3 separate regions of the Mus musculus genome follow, and regions 1 and 2 are each linked to region 3. A link is a contact called in public HiChIP or PLAC-seq and capture Hi-C data. All regions are on one chromosome and are shown on one strand. The core of a region is the stretch at or near the end of the contact, and the rest is flanking DNA. Distances in the headings are between cores, read along the strand shown. Region 1 overlaps Prex2 (phosphatidylinositol-3,4,5-trisphosphate-dependent Rac exchange factor 2). Region 2 overlaps Prex2 (phosphatidylinositol-3,4,5-trisphosphate-dependent Rac exchange factor 2). Region 3 has its middle 130 kb from the start of Cpa6.

Evidence for each region. HiChIP or PLAC-seq counts read pairs in DNA pulled down with a chosen protein or histone mark. Capture Hi-C pulls out chosen DNA fragments and counts their contacts.
Region 1: a contact with region 3 is called in an H3K27ac HiChIP or PLAC-seq map of embryonic stem cells, with 5 read pairs. The contact joins two enhancer-like sites. A contact is called at or near these places in 1 of 484 Hi-C or Micro-C datasets (embryonic stem cells), 2 of 115 datasets of contacts at active chromatin or transcription factors (both in embryonic stem cells) and 1 of 9 other capture datasets (embryonic stem cells).
Region 2: a contact with region 3 is called in a capture Hi-C map of embryonic stem cells, with 2.4 times the contacts expected there. The contact joins two enhancer-like sites. A contact is called at or near these places in 4 of 484 Hi-C or Micro-C datasets (brown adipocytes, embryonic fibroblasts and embryonic stem cells), 2 of 115 datasets of contacts at active chromatin or transcription factors (both in embryonic stem cells) and 4 of 9 other capture datasets (adipose tissue, embryonic stem cells, liver and 1 more).

What each region holds. Positions count from the first base shown.
Region 1 is chr1:11,276,682-11,279,381 of GRCm38.p6, forward strand. The region is part of intron 37 of Prex2 (phosphatidylinositol-3,4,5-trisphosphate-dependent Rac exchange factor 2); the gene reads left to right. Among named protein-coding and RNA genes, the nearest start is that of A830018L16Rik, 140 kb to the right of the region's middle. Within about 2 kb of position 1,345, at least 18 of the 459 cell types and tissues checked have an H3K27ac peak or open chromatin away from gene starts, as enhancers often do. A contact at or near this core is called in embryonic stem cells, where this site is marked.
Region 2 is chr1:11,150,212-11,152,911 of GRCm38.p6, forward strand. The region is part of intron 19 of Prex2 (phosphatidylinositol-3,4,5-trisphosphate-dependent Rac exchange factor 2); the gene reads left to right. Among named protein-coding and RNA genes, the nearest start is that of Gm24173, 17 kb to the left of the region's middle. Within about 2 kb of position 1,305, at least 7 of the 459 cell types and tissues checked have an H3K27ac peak or open chromatin away from gene starts, as enhancers often do. A contact at or near this core is called in embryonic stem cells, where this site is marked.
Region 3 is chr1:10,851,843-10,854,542 of GRCm38.p6, forward strand. It overlaps the pseudogene Gm28659. Among named protein-coding and RNA genes, the nearest start is that of Cpa6, 130 kb to the left of the region's middle. Within about 2 kb of position 1,324, at least 9 of the 459 cell types and tissues checked have an H3K27ac peak or open chromatin away from gene starts, as enhancers often do. A contact at or near this core is called in embryonic stem cells, where this site is marked.

The DNA of each region.
Region 1 (2,700 bases), core at 95-2,594, 420 kb after region 3:
TATACTATGTACTGCATGTAATAAATAATATGGTTTGTTTTTATGTAATCCTGAAAATAAAAAAGGCACTATGAGATATGCACTATCATTTAACTAGATTTATAAGGGAAAGGCATTTAAGGAGATTAACTTGTTCAAGGTCACTGAACTACTATTTCACATTAATGAAATTTGATTATTGTTGACACTATACTGTGTGCTATATGCTCTATGGTAAATAATAAGATGGGTTATATTTATATAATTCTGAAAAAAAATCACTCTGAGATTTGCCCTATCATTTAGGGAAGGTATTTAAAGAGACTAAATAGCTTGTTCAAGGTCACAGAACTATCTGCAAAGCCAGAATGTTATTCAGACCCATCTCTCCAACATCTGTTTTCTTAAATGTATACCCTCCTGCTGAGTAGGATATAGGATGGGACTTAAACCAGTGCCCACTGACAGAATATGAAAAGCATTTTGTGCAAAGTAGGGGCTGGTTACTGCAGAGGATGTAAGCTGTGGGGTTGAAGCTTGTGGTAGTTAGCCGAAACCACGACTACATTGTGAAGACCTTATACTTCATCCAGAAGACCTAAGCCATTCACATAATTGCATTTTCATTTGCATTTTAAGAGGACAAACATCTTAGTGGAGGAAACCAGGACGAGGCCACACATAAGGGTCAGGGTGAGGTTGTATCAGTATACACAATAGATAGCATTAGTGATATAGTAGAGAGCGGAGATTTAAGAGGTAGTTAAAAATAGAAAATGAATAAGATTGGAATGTTCTTTGGTGACATAGTAATTCATTGCACACATGCATTGATTTCCTGGGAATGGATAAGTTAAACTTGATGCTGTGGGATTGATGATCATACACCACCTTTAATGGAATGTGGAGAGACCATCAGAAATCACTCCAGAATGGACTTATGAAAATGGCAATGGTTGGACCACGTTTTTAAAATCCTTCTAACCTGTGTCCTTAATAAATTAAATTTTATTTAATAAATTAATTTTTTTCTCAGGTCAATGAACCTCTAACATAGCTGGTTCATTAGATTTCTTTTTATTATAGTCCAAAGAAAAGGAGCTGTAAGACCCAAAGAGCCTTAAGTCCAGGAAGTCCCACTCACAGAAGCACAGAGCTGGAGATTGATGCAATAAGCAAGAGGTTTATTGATCCAGCGCACTGGGGTCGTCCTGCAAAGGGGCAGAAGCGACCCTAAACACACAAAACACACGCCTTTTATTCAGCTTTTGTGGGCGGATTTTGGTAACAGCTTGAGCTGGTTTAAGCCCATTGTTAGCCCTAGCTGACCTTTTCATTCCCCCCTTTAGAAATGGTAATTAGCCGCTCCCTTCTGAAGAGGCTAGCCCCTGAGCTGCATTGATAGCCCCAGGTGAGGTGAGGTCTTAGTCACCAGAAATGGGAACTGAAATGTAAGTGGTCATTATCTGCACCTGCCTTGTGCTTGGGGCTTTCTTGTAAAGCTTGTTTTGTTGGGTCATTCCAGGAAGGGAGAATTCCTCACAACCTTCTAGTGGATGACCCTCAGCGAACTATTCTAGCAAGGTCTTTCAGCAGTCCTCTTACATTTTCTATGGTCACACATTCCCACAGAGCCACCAAAATAGTCCAAGAAAAAGGAGAAAACTGAGAATAAGCACTTACACACATTTCTATACAGGTAGAACTGTCTCTTTAACTCAAATATTGTTAAATGAATGGGTCAGAACAGACGATGCTCAGGAGTATGTGGAACCAGGTGATCAGTGGTGTCTCACACCGATTAAGAGAACATGTGATGAGTCACCAGAATGGCTCATGTTCTTATACATTGCCTCCCATCATTATTCAGGGGGCTAAAATAGGTATTGGGTACTTTCCTACAATTCGAATAACCAGATAACTACAACCTATGAAAGCAGCACCAAGAAGCACAGCACCAAGAAGCAAAGACAATTAGCTCCCTAAGAATGCTTTCCCAGTAGTCACTTGAACAAAGAGAATCGGCTTTTAATTTAAGGAGAAATAACCAAGGTTCCCACTGAATGTGGGAAATAACCATTTTCTAAGATCTAGATCTGTAAAGTTCTAAATATACATCAAAAGCTACATAAGATATATTTCATATTTTCCCAGGTGTCCTCAAATTCTGCAGGATGCTGTGCCCTTGGAGAATTTTCTTTTCTTTGTCCCCAAGCCTGAGGACAGCATCAGAGCTCAAATATTTAAAAAACAAACAAACAAAAACATTGCTCAGGTTATATTTGAGTCATCAATATACACCCATAACTCAGGGATGGTAGTGGATATTTTAGGCATACTTTTGAGTTCTTCATATGTATTGTGACACAGAAAAAGGTTTTAAACTAGTGATCAATGTCACTTATGATATTTCAAATGTGTGAAAATAAATACTGAGAACCCCTTGTAAGAGTTATATTTTCTATATCCGATTAAAGTATTTTTAGATGAATATACACATGATACTACTTCATGACTTTCTGTGGCTCCAAATGTTGTTTATCATAAGTCTGGCCTTCCATGTGCTAAATTTGTTGTATTGAGTTATAGCCAGGACTTGAATCACAGACACACACACACACACACATGCACGGGTGTGTGTGTGTGTGTGTGTGTGGCTATTTTAATACTGGCTCTGAGAGACAGTACAAAATTATTAATTACTGACCAAAACACCAGTAC
Region 2 (2,700 bases), core at 55-2,554, 300 kb after region 3:
TAGGTGAAGTACTGGCCCCCAAACAGAGATTGTGAATTCTGATCTCTAACTCTCACATTAAAAACAAAATACAAAACAGACCTTTGTGTGCTAGCACTCAGCTTTAATCCCAGCTGGGGGGAGGGGTGGGCACAGAGACTCCAGAATCCCCTGGGCTTGCTGGCTGTCTAATACAGTCTGAAGGCGAATTTCAGGTGAGAAACCTTGCTAAAAAACTGGTGTACTCCAGGAAAATCTTTGGCCCTCGACATATGCATACACACACACACACACACACACACACACACACACACACATGCCTGCTCGTGTGAATGCACATATAGCCACATACAAGAAAACCCCATGAACAAATAAATAAAAAAACAGCCCCTCCCAAATTCTCAATTATATTATTATTGTTACAAATCTGATTGAAGAATGACAACCTCAGTCATGATTATTTATTTATTTATTTATTTATTTATTTATTTATTTATTGGTCTACTTTGGTTTAAATTAATGATTTTAAGGTGTTCTATTTGTGTTTTTCTTAGCATCAAATAAAATTTGGGGCTTTGTTCAATAACTTAAAAATGAGAGTTTTCAAGTTTTGTAGAGAGTTCTGGTCTTGATACCATCTTGCAATATATTTCCTTCAACGTTTTCCATTGAGTCCTCAAAAAATTTCATTTTGAAATTCATTCTTAACCAAGTAATTTTAGTGACTAAAAGCCTACTTATTCTTATGAAATTATTTGGAAGGCAAATAAAAAGCTCTTGCAATCTGTATTTTTATATCTTTCTGACACCACTAAAGGGAGTAGAGATTTCTGAGTGTTGCACAGAACAAATGTCCTGGCTGCTGGGGCAAGAAGGGCCTTTGTGAACAGGGAAAGTCTCACACTTATGTAATACGGGGAAGGTCATATTTGTAGTACTAAGAAATTAATACATCACCATATGGTCACTCAAGCATGAAGCAGAGACATTTTGAAAGGGTGTTTCTTTCAGAACCAAAATTGTACTATAAAATTAACCAATGCATGTATGATTCAAAAGTAAATGTTCTTTCAAAAGAAGTAACGTTCCACTTAGATTTCCACAATGGGTAAACATTTAATGCCTTTCCACATTTAAAGGTCTTTCAACACTGGAACAGACATGTACTGAGCTAACACATATATGGTTTCTGTTTTTACTACCTGTGAGGGAAGTTTGTCTCATCCTTGGGGACAGGCACTGCTAGCCTAAATGCATAGAGCAGTGTGCAGAGGTGTAGTCCTTCACTGACTTCTGAAGTGTGTGGCCTCTGCTGACTTCTGAGTGTGTGGCCTCTGCTGACTTCTAAGTGTGTGGCCTCTGGGTTCATGGTTTTTGTTTCTCAAATGGGAAAGTCTGGGAATGGGGAATCTTTTGTGTTTTTGGTCTCAGGCTTTTTTTTTTTTTTAAACCCAGTGGTGATTCATTATCAAGCAAATTATGCCCCAAGAAAGGGCCACTGTGGTCATTCTTGCTAGTGTTGCTGCTCCCAGGCCACTAGAGTTCAGCCTTGGATCAGTCTGAGCACCTTCCTGGCTCTTTCTTCAGAATAGCTGGAGAGAAAAAGCAACAAAATGAGACACCAAAACACATCTGCCCTGCTGTCTGCAGGCTTCACAGAACTATATGTCCTGATGTCATCTCTGTCCCCATGAGCCCTTCGTGCTTCTCAGCCATTTTTTTTTAAACAGGTTCTTGCCCTGCTGGCTCTTTCTCCTTCTCACACTTGCCTATGTCTCCCAAGATACACTTCTTCCTTACCTCCCAGACACTCAGGCTGTGAAACATATGTCCTTCATATCCTCCAAGTATAATAAAGTTCAAACTCCAGGGATGACTCCTGAGAGGGGGTCACTCCTCTACTTATCCAGTCTATCTCACATGTCCCCCCACCCTCACTAACTCTAAGCTTGCACACAAATAGAACTGCTTATGGCCGAGTGCTTTTCCGAATTAAAGCATTACTCACTGATGAAATATTTGCCTTACCTAAGGATTAATTCAGTGTAGAAAAAAACATTTTTAAGAATTAACCTTAGAGGGGACTGAACAGAGAATAAAGTGTTTTAAGTATAAAAGTTTTTAAATCTGTTTATGATTCTTTTATCAGTATATTGTTTGCAGGGGGAATATTTTCTACTGTATGGTAAGTTTTATGGGCATTGGTATAATGTGTGTGTGTGTGTGTGTGTGTGTGTGTGTGTGTGTGTGTGTGTGTTTGTGTTGGAAAATCTTAAGTATCCAGTTAGGACATGCCACTTACATATTTGCTTAGGTACATTTCCATAGGTACACAGTTATGCACCTATAGACTCAAAGTGAATGGATGACCGATAATTGCTTAATTGTTCACACATTCTCTGGCTCCCAAACTCCCATTTACCTTCAAACAACCAGTTGTGATTGCTAATTGACTTGACTTTTTTCCATTAGGAATTGCTCTATTTAGGCTAAAGAGATGATTCAGTTGAAGTCCTTGAACTGTTTGTTAACCAGAGTTTGGATTTCCAGCAATCACATAGAAAAGCTAATATCTTCAGTGCACCCCTATAATTCTAGCACCGGGGAGGCAGGAGCAGGATGGTGTCTGGGGATTGCTAGACAGCCAATCTAGCTAATAATTTTCCCCCAGGAGGGGTGGTAAAGCCTGACTCAAAAAAATATATGGAAAGGTAATCTAAG
Region 3 (2,700 bases), core at 74-2,573:
TTGTAAACCTAGCTATCTATCTGTGGATAGTGAGTTCATGGGTCTTAGAGGAGAACCTATTACTGCCACTTTCCTAAACCAGGATAACCCCAAGTACATTGCAAATACTTATCCTTATACCCGTGAATATGTACTGCTTTTATCCCTTGTTAAAGTAGAGTATGTAGCAAACAGAGAAAATTACAAAATCCACAACTGGTCAAAATGCAGACAACAACTGACTACACGGTGCTTAGCTCTATGTGATACATCTACTACAGAACCCTTACATATCAGGCTGGGGGAGACTTGCATTGTGAATTGCAAAAGAGGCAGAGGGAAGTGTATGTCTGTTGACAGGTTGTGTCTTCTAGATATACTAGGGAAGCTACAACCATGAAATATCACCAAGATCTGAACAATGAGAACAGTTTACATGTCAACATGGATGGAGGGAGTCTTGTGGGGCCCCACCTTTACATGAAGAGCTATAGAGAGCTAATGACTGTAGAGAGAATGAGACTCAGCCTTCTCTAGGGATGAGCCCCTAACTGTATCCAATGCAAAATAGTCAGTCCTAAAAACACATACAACTCAGCAAGTTGTATTTATATATTTATTCACTTACCTGTATGCAGTGGTAGTAATTAAAGAAAAAGGCCATGAATTTGAGAGGGATGGGGGAAAATGATGTACTTCCCTTTTAATTAAGGTAAAATGCGTTAATAAAGATATTAATATATTTTAATATTTTTCATGTTGATGAGTAAAATGGCTATAACAGAATCACCTCAAAATAAATATTACATAAGTTCCAATTTCATTAAATTAAAATTATTTGTAAGTTCTACAAGACAGTACTAACTTCTCTTTCATATTTTTTTTTTTTGCTTTTTTTTAATTTAAAACTTTAGTACTCATAATAGCACATCCCAACTTTTCTTTTAACTGTGAAAATAAATGATCCATTTCCTTAAAGAAAGAACATGCTACTAAATTCGACTCAGAATGCTTTGGTTACTGACAAGAGCCAGGATGGTTTTAGAATAATCCTCTTACTTTCTTTGAAGCTAACTTAGAATTAAGAAGGACTCTAGTGTTTTGTCTAAGCCAAGGTATGACAGACAACATTTATCCTTTTATATAGCTTTCTAGGTTAGATATAAGCAAAGGTTGATGTATACTTTCATCAGAAGTCAGGTCTCTTCCCGATTAGTAGATAGCTTTTTTATTATTTAAAAATCCAGTCAGACTTTTCAGCATTCACTTGTAATCACTGGTACTTAGGAATCTGAGGAAAGAGGAGCTCTTGAACCTAGGGGTCAAGGTCAGGCTCCACAAGAAAACAGGACTCTGAAAGTTAAATAAGACCTGACAAAGGTGCTGTTGATTCTGAATATTTGGTGAGACTGAGCCCTTGATCTTCTTAGGCTAAAGTTTTCCAAATGTAGTGAAATTGAAGCTTGTAGGAAAGGATGGGCGTGGTGTTAGGAGCCACCTTTAATTAAAAAAAGAAAGAGTAGGATGGGGAGATGGCTCATTCAGGTAGGATTGCTAGCTTTTGAAGAATAAGGATCTGAGTTCAAATCTCCAGTGCTCATATAAAGAGACAGATATGGCTTGTGCCTGCAACCCCAACCTTTCAGGGTACAGACAGTCATATCTAGAGAGCTCAATGGCCATCCAGCCAAGCTGAAAGGGCTAAGCTTCCGGTTAGTAAGAAAGCCTGCCTCAAGGCAATAAGGTATCTTGTTCTGCTGTCTTCATAGCTATGCACATCCACACACTCATACACTGCATTTCATACTATAAATACACACACACACACACACACACACACACACACACACAAATAAAAGTGAAGAAAGAAAGTGATATAAAAGTCTGGGGGAAATGGTATATTTCTAGGAACTTAAAAGGCCAATATTTGCAGACTGATGGTATTCATGTGACTCTGAATAATTTGTTGACATGTGAGTCATGTGTGTCTGGTAAAACTCTTGCTGGGAAATGAGAATGTATTGAAGCAAGTCAGCAGCACCCCTTTTCCATTCTTTATCAATGTAAAGTCCTAAGGAGAAAACTCTTGCGTTCTGTTATTGCCTGCTCATGATACCATAACAAAATATTATGGACTGGAAACTTGTGAGCTACAGAAATGTGTTGCTTACAGCTCTGGAAGGTAAGAAAGCACGATCCAGCTGCATGCAGATTGAGTGTCTGGAAAAAAAAAAAAAAAACCTACTCTCTGCCGCTTACCTGGAGCTTCCTGTTGTGTTCTCACAGGGCAGAAACAAATAGCTCTCCAGCCTCACTAGCAAGGCTACTACGATCCTTTTAAGAATATCATAATAGTGGTTAAGTTTCAACATGTCAATTTTTTGAGGGACTCATACATTGAGACTGTGGCATGTTGGGAAAGGTAGTTTCTTGTCTTGATAGGTTCATTAATTCTATTTTCACAGAAAGCTGAAATACATGTGACCTTATCCCAAATGATCACATTCTGCTAGGTTTAGGCAGCAGAAACAAAATGTGGCCCCATCCACTTATCAGGTATTCATGTGTGTACTTTCAAATAAAACCCCTACAAATCTGAATAATGAGTAACCATCATTATACAAAGTAAAATTCATATAAAAGTATCTGTGACAAAATATTGTTAAAGAAATGATCACTTTGTGTCTGTCTAGATATTAGACAAATAAAAATTGCATGCCT